2 separate regions of the Triticum aestivum genome follow, and region 1 is linked to region 2. Evidence: chromatin contacts called from public Hi-C data. All regions are on one chromosome and are shown on one strand. The core of a region is the stretch at or near the end of the contact, and the rest is flanking DNA. Distances in the headings are between cores, read along the strand shown. Region 1 holds the start of LOC123167553 (plectin). Region 2 holds the start of LOC123164435 (G patch domain-containing protein TGH homolog).

Region 1 (3,447 bases), core at 63-2,562, 370 kb before region 2:
CTGCTTCCATAAACAGTTCAGAATTCAAGCCTACATTCTTCATACATTCAAAAGTGTTGTGGCATCCACAAATTGAAATGGTATTACATTTATAGAAGTTTGTGCACAATTCAAATCTTTAAGGAGATTACTGCAGTGTACAGAAGAGCATTTGACAGCTGCTACATAAAATGAAAGAATGTGGTACATCTATCATCTTACACTCCTAGAAGTTATCCATATACATGATGCTGCTAAAAGAGATCTTAAGATAAATATCTGAACGAAGCCTTGCATGAACATGTGACTTTACACAGACTGTAAGTTCAGTGAAGTTTTATACTGAGAGAATACAATGCAGCAAATTCAACTTAGCAGTAACAACAGCCCAAAAGAAGGGGCAAATGTTAAGGTCGACACATGCCTCGTACTGTCTCATGAATGCCTCCCTTGATTGAAGCAGTCTCTCTATGTTTTCTTTCAAATCCTTTTCGTTTCTTTCCAGCAGCTCATTTTCATTTTCAAGGCACTTCACCTGTAGAGCAAAAAAATTGCAATGACTCCCAGCCTGACAGGCAGTAATCGCGCACAAGGGGAGGATTTGAGAATTCACTACCGGCGATTGCATCATGGGCACTCAAGAACAGTGTTGCTTATGTCTAATCAGTATTCCTCAGATCAAAATTTGTGATGAAATGTATGGTTTAAATGGCCCCAAACACAACAACAGTGCAGTAACCAGGATAATCTCTACTGGATGGGCCAAACGGGAGATAATGGGGGCAAAGAGGGACGAACCCTGGACTCGAGCCTTTGCAGCGCGTCGTCCCGCGCCGCCGACTCCGCCCGCAGCTCCCGAGCCTCCCTCCTGCGCTCCTCCTCCGCCGCCTTCCACCTCTGCACAATTCATCCCGTTCCCACCCAAAATCGCGTTAGAAAAGCATCTCTCCCAGAACAACCAGAAAGCCCTAAGAGGTCCAACACCGATCGAATCTATGGGCGGCAGACCTCGCTGGACGCGTGGAGCTCCTCCCGCGCGGCCCGCTCCCGCTCCTGCGAACGGTAGGGAGAGAGGGAAGAGGAGGGGAGAGTTAGGACCTGGGGGGCTCTGGAAGGTCTAGAAGGTGGTTCGGTGACTCACGCGGGTGAGCCGGAGATCGGAGACGAGGGCAAGGAGCTGCAGCTGCAGTTGCGAAAGCGCCGCCGCCTCCGCCTCCGCCTCCATCGCGTCGACGGTCGGCGAGACAGAACCCCGTCCGTTTCGCTCGGTTGCTCCGGTGATCCAACGGTAGATAGGGAAGCGCTACGGATCGGACTAGTGACCTGTGCTTCCTATCGGACCAGTCGGTGGCCGTAGGATTAAAATCAGGCTACTCGTCCGATCTAGTACGACGAAGATCAGGGAAAAATGCCAATGGTGGCCGGGTTATAAACACACATACACTCACACTCTATAAATGCACGCACGCACATTTTATCTCTATGAGCGCCTTCAAGAGACTGAGCCGGCACATCATTTTGAAATTGACGAAATCGTTATTGACATCTTCGTAGTCGACGGAAACGTCACCTCCCACTGAACACACATCATCGGAATGCCTGCATAAAAAAATATGAACATCAATGTTAAGTCTACAACTTGAATTTTGATGGGCTGGGATAACACTGTCCTCCTAATAACTATCCAACCATAGATTGATTGGCTTATGAGCCCACTAATAAAATACCAGTTCCCATAGCAAAAGAAAAATTGGAAAAAAATCTAAGTACAAATACACATGTATATACTACATATGTTCAAAATTTTATAACATTATTGTCGTGGTTTTGTCACGGCATGTCCTAGAGAAAGGACTTAGTCGTGGAGCCATCGCGACGGGTTAGCTTAAAGAGGTTAAAGTGGACAAAGGACGCGGAGAGTTTATACTGGTTCGGCCCCTTGCGGTGAAGGTAAAAGCCTACGATCCAGTTGTTGTGGAATTGCTGAGGTTTCGATGACCAGGGAGCGAATCCGCTTTGTCTAGTTCTCGAGTTGTTGTTTGTTGTCCCTAAACCGCCGCCGGGTCGTCCCCTTATATACATGGGTTGACGCCCGCCAGTTTACAGGATTCCGAGGCCGGCTCATAAACGTGTCCGGCCCGGTCTCTACTATTTCTGCCTTACAACACAAGCTTACATATCAATGTCGGTTTATGACTACAGGCCTTAATCCGCCTTTGGGCCCTGGGCCTTCATAAAGCGCCATCATCTTTGTCTTTATGGGCTTCAAATATAATAACTCATTATGGGGATAACCCGGCCTCTCCTGGCCGGTTTACACCCAATAGTAATATCCCCAACATTAGGCCCCAGATTGATTTGAACTGGTTCATGTCAATCTTCAATACTTAAGAAAATTTCTTTTTCAGCACCTTCGCATAAATCTTGTAAACCGTCATGACGTCATCTTCCAGGATCATGATAAACCGCCATGACGTTATCTGTTATTAAAAATTGCATATAACTCACCTTCATTAATGAGCCTCCGACAATCGAGGCGACAGCTCCGCCACATACCCAACTTTTGGGCTCCTCGATTTTCGCGCATGTCACTTATCTCTTTGCCTTTATAAATAGGACCAGGGGGTCTTTTCCATTTCCCCCCGTGCCTCTTCGCTTCTTCTTCTTCCTCGAGCCGACCTAACCCTCACGCACGGCCGCCGTCCACAAGCTTGGCCATCGACCTCAACTTCGGCCGCTGCATCGACCTGAACGCACCAGAGAAACGCGGCGCTCCTCCGCTGCTCTGTCAACATCAGTAAATTTTCTTTTCCCTTGCTTTAGATCTATCATTAGGGTTTCGGTGTTCCTCGAGGCTTGAAACTGTTCTTCCCCGTTCTTCTTCATAGTGTACATGATGACTTCAGATCTGCTACTTTCTTACACAGTGGTAGTTACAATCCCCTTTTCCATCCTTAAATCATCTGTCTCGTGTAGAAAAACTCATTTGGATCTGTTAAACTTGCTTAAGCACCTGCGCTTTAAGTCTGAATATAATTTGATTTACCAACGCACTGCAGATCTGAAATTACCATGCCAAGCTGTGAAACTTGTTTTTCCTTCACTTATGCATCTTAGATCTGTATCTTCTATACCAGAGTAGGCGGTTTAATCTCATAGAAAAATGATGATCCGGTAGGTACCATTAGTCCCCTGTTGAACCGCCAAGCCGCTTTATCTTTGTACCATCTCCCATGTCTGATTCCGGTTTAACAATGTGTATATACTTCTGTCTTCTTCTGCTCTTGCATCGCTTTATACTTGTCCATTATAAACCTTAAACCGGCAATAACCATGTTTCAGTTTTCCATTGAAATGGCCAAACAAGTCTATGAGTGCAACTGGGTTCCTTCCCGGGTCACTGAAGAACAATTAGACAGATGTGTCGCAACTGGCGCTTTAGCCAAGAAAGAGGTCATCCACTGGAGG
Region 2 (3,294 bases), core at 616-3,115:
TGTTGGGGGCCAAGCTCAGTCAAATACGTCAACACTGACACTAGTTCACGAACCACTGGTACATGCTCGTCAAGGTTTACACATTTTCAACATTCTAAGAAACAGGGAAGACAGTTTACAGTCTTTTGCTTCTTTGATGGGCAATATCTGTACTAGCTTTACCTTTACAGCAAGCGTCTGTAAACAGATATATGTTGTCAAGTAAATTAACTAAAGATGTGAGATAACATGCTTATAGTTATCCTGGCATAATTTCGCAGATAATGATAGTTACAATATTGATGTTATCATTCTACTTCCAATCATGGAGCAATTTCATTACAAACCAAAATTACTTGTCTATTAAAACTGAAAATCAAAGCATTTTCATGTAAATGTCTTGTTTTTTAGATTTTTTAGAACATGGCGTGTTTGCATTCGCACTCAAAACATTAAACATTAGGCAGTCCAGTATGGAATACCATGATTTGAAATACAACAAAACAGTGTACGACTGCTGCAGATTATCAATTTCCATACAAAAAGTGAGCATTAGAAGAAAAAAAAGCATCACATACCTTGATATCTTCCTCATCAAGAAAATTATATATGCTTTGTTTTTTATGCTCAGCTCTACTTTTTCGTGAAGATGTGAATGTCTGTGGCGTCCATCCTATAAAGTAAATGACTTTTTTATAACCCCATTCATTTCTTCAGCGATATTGTCACATATTAAAAACATAATCTCAAGGCAACAAACATACCCTCTTTTGAGCCAGCAGTATTGTAAAAGCCAGCAGAGAAGCCTCCAGTAAATGCACCATGAAATCTTCTCCGCCCTTCCTCATCCCTGACCTACACTCCGATCACATCTCATTTTTTAATAAAAAAACAGAGGTATTGGTTACTTAAAATCATATGCTACACAATTCCATGACAATGCTAACAGAAGAGACAATCCAAGTGTCTGACAAGTTGGTAACAAAAGAAGGAAATATTGCCACAACTAACATCAGGAAAACTGTGCTGCCACAAAAAAGTGTGGTGAACAAAATGGTCACCATAAGTGTGGCAAGATTTGGCCAAAGAAAAAAGAGCCTATGACATCTGGACCATGTGGCTAAGAAAGTGTGGCGCACCACAACTGCAAGCCAAAGGTTAAGCGTGGCAACCTTACTACAAACCAGAACATCCCCATAGTTCACTCCACATGATTCCGTCAAATAAACCTTAAATTGAAGAACATTTGCAGCATCCCCAACCGCAACAAACACTATTGAAGAAGTTCAATGGATTCGAAAACAGTAAACTGAAACACTGAACACGATTCTGTCATAATAAACCCTAAATTGAAGAACTCGCTTTCCCGACAGACCCGGATGTATAAACTAGCATGCGTAGCTACTAAACTACTCCCTCCATCCCGAATTACTTGTCTTAGATACATCCGTGTCTGGAAAAATCTAAGCCAAGCTTTTTGGGACGGAGGTATTACGAAATTGCTAGTGATCATAGCTGAAATCTATTACCAACTAATGCGCCGTCAACTAACCCCATAGAAGGGAGAAAAATATATCCCGATGCTTGATTACAAAAGGTACACAGAGAGTGAATGGGGTGGAGGTGCGTACCTCCTGCTTCCAGGCGGGAAGGGCCCGGAGCTGGCCTGCGTCGGCGACGGCGCGGCGCTTGCGGGCGGAGATGTCCTCCTCCCGCTCGATCGGCGTCCCGTAGACCACGAGGTCCTGGTCGTCGTCGTGGGATGCCATGGCCGGGGGATCCTCGGAGTGGGAAGCCCTAGCTCGCTGGCGGCGAAGCTGGTACACGACGACGGTTCGGGACGGGGAATTGCCGATGGGCGACAGATGGGTCTCTCCGTGGTGGTAAAAAGGTGGGCCGAGACTATAGGCCGTACGGTAACCCGTGTAGCCTAACAAGCACATATGGGCCCAAAAAAGGTCTCCAATCGCTACTCTGTCCCCGTGTAGCCTCGACGAACACTGTCCCCCCGTTCGCTTGCTAAAAGAAACTGGTTTAAAAATCGGCAATCGGTTTTTGAATAGATGTAAAATGTATTGTTTAGAAAAATAATTTATAAATATAAAACAATATTTATAAATTTTAAAACATAATTGTAGGTATTAAAACTATATCTACATTATATGTTATTTTGTGCGGATGACAAAACTACTCTTATATTTTTTTAAACTGTTTTAAAATATGTTCATGAACTATTTTCTCCATTCCTAAATATAAGTCTTTTTAAAGATTTCAATACAGACTACATACAGATATATATATATACATATTTTAAAGTGTAGGTTCACTCATTTTGCTCCGTATATAGTCTATATTGAAATCTCTAAAACTGCTTATATTTAGGAAAGGAGGGAGTAGTGTCTAACAATAGCCTAGAACTAAATAACCTTGGTATTGGAGATGCTCATGAAAAAAAGGGAAAATCATATTCTTCTGGGTAAGAGCACCTGTTGCTTGGTTTTATCAGTTTTTATTTGGGTTTATTTTTCCTGTTTTTTCTGCTGGTTTTGAATGGTTCCTATCATTTTAATTTTTTTTACTGATTTTTCTATTATTTTCATTCGGTTTTTAGTTGAATTTTCTTGGTTTTTCTTATTCCTCTTTTTCTTTTAATTTTTAAAACAAAGAGCATTCTTTAAATTTCATGATTTAAAAAAATACGAGCATTGTTTCATCCTTGGAAACTTACTTATATTTGCATTTCAAAAAACTCATGAAGTTCGTAGAATTTTGAGGAAATTTTTGAATTTACATCATTTTAAAATATATTTATACTATTGTAGTTGATACATCATCGTTTCGCACGTAATCACCAATTATATACTATTAAAGGGGATTTGGTACATCGTCGTTTCACACGCAATCACTAATGCAGTTAGAAACCGAGCGCTGGATTAATTTGAAAATCAAACCATTAATACAATTAATTAGTCAGACTATTAATTATGTATGTAATTAATTAGGTCCATCGAATAGGGATTTTTTGCGCGAGAGCAATTTGGAAACCTAGCCACAGATGCAGGTAATAAATTAGTCAGACAGTTAATTAAGCATGCCGATAACTAGTAGTTCGGTTTTTTACAACGGTATTTCTCCTCATAGAGAGATTTTTTCCAAAAAAAGGAACAACCCATAATCTATCGCTTCATATGCACCTAGAATAATTTAGCCTCCAACGTCGTCACAACGCAATTAATGCCACCGTGATCGAGGACAGTAGGTCACATGCTGCTACTTTTTAAATATTGTTTCATCGCATCGCAACACACCGGTGTT

The links. Hi-C and Micro-C count contacts between places; a contact is called where the count stands out from the background.
Region 1: a Hi-C map of leaf shows a contact between it and region 2, with 4 times the contacts expected there. The contact joins the promoter of LOC123167553 here to the promoter of LOC123164435 in region 2. A contact is called at or near these places in 2 of 5 Hi-C or Micro-C datasets (both in leaf).

What each region holds. Positions count from the first base shown.
Region 1 is chr7D:195,159,754-195,163,200 of IWGSC CS RefSeq v2.1, reverse strand. LOC123167553 (plectin) reads right to left here and starts at 1,312. Exons shown (of 13, transcript XM_044585389.1): 1 at 1,121-1,312; 2 at 988-1,032; 3 at 778-876; 4 at 404-514. The coding sequence starts at 1,204.
Region 2 is chr7D:194,795,051-194,798,344 of IWGSC CS RefSeq v2.1, reverse strand. It overlaps LOC123164435 (G patch domain-containing protein TGH homolog), which reads right to left and starts at 1,865. Exons shown (of 17, transcript XM_044581917.1): 1 at 1,611-1,865; 2 at 744-834; 3 at 558-652. The coding sequence starts at 1,748.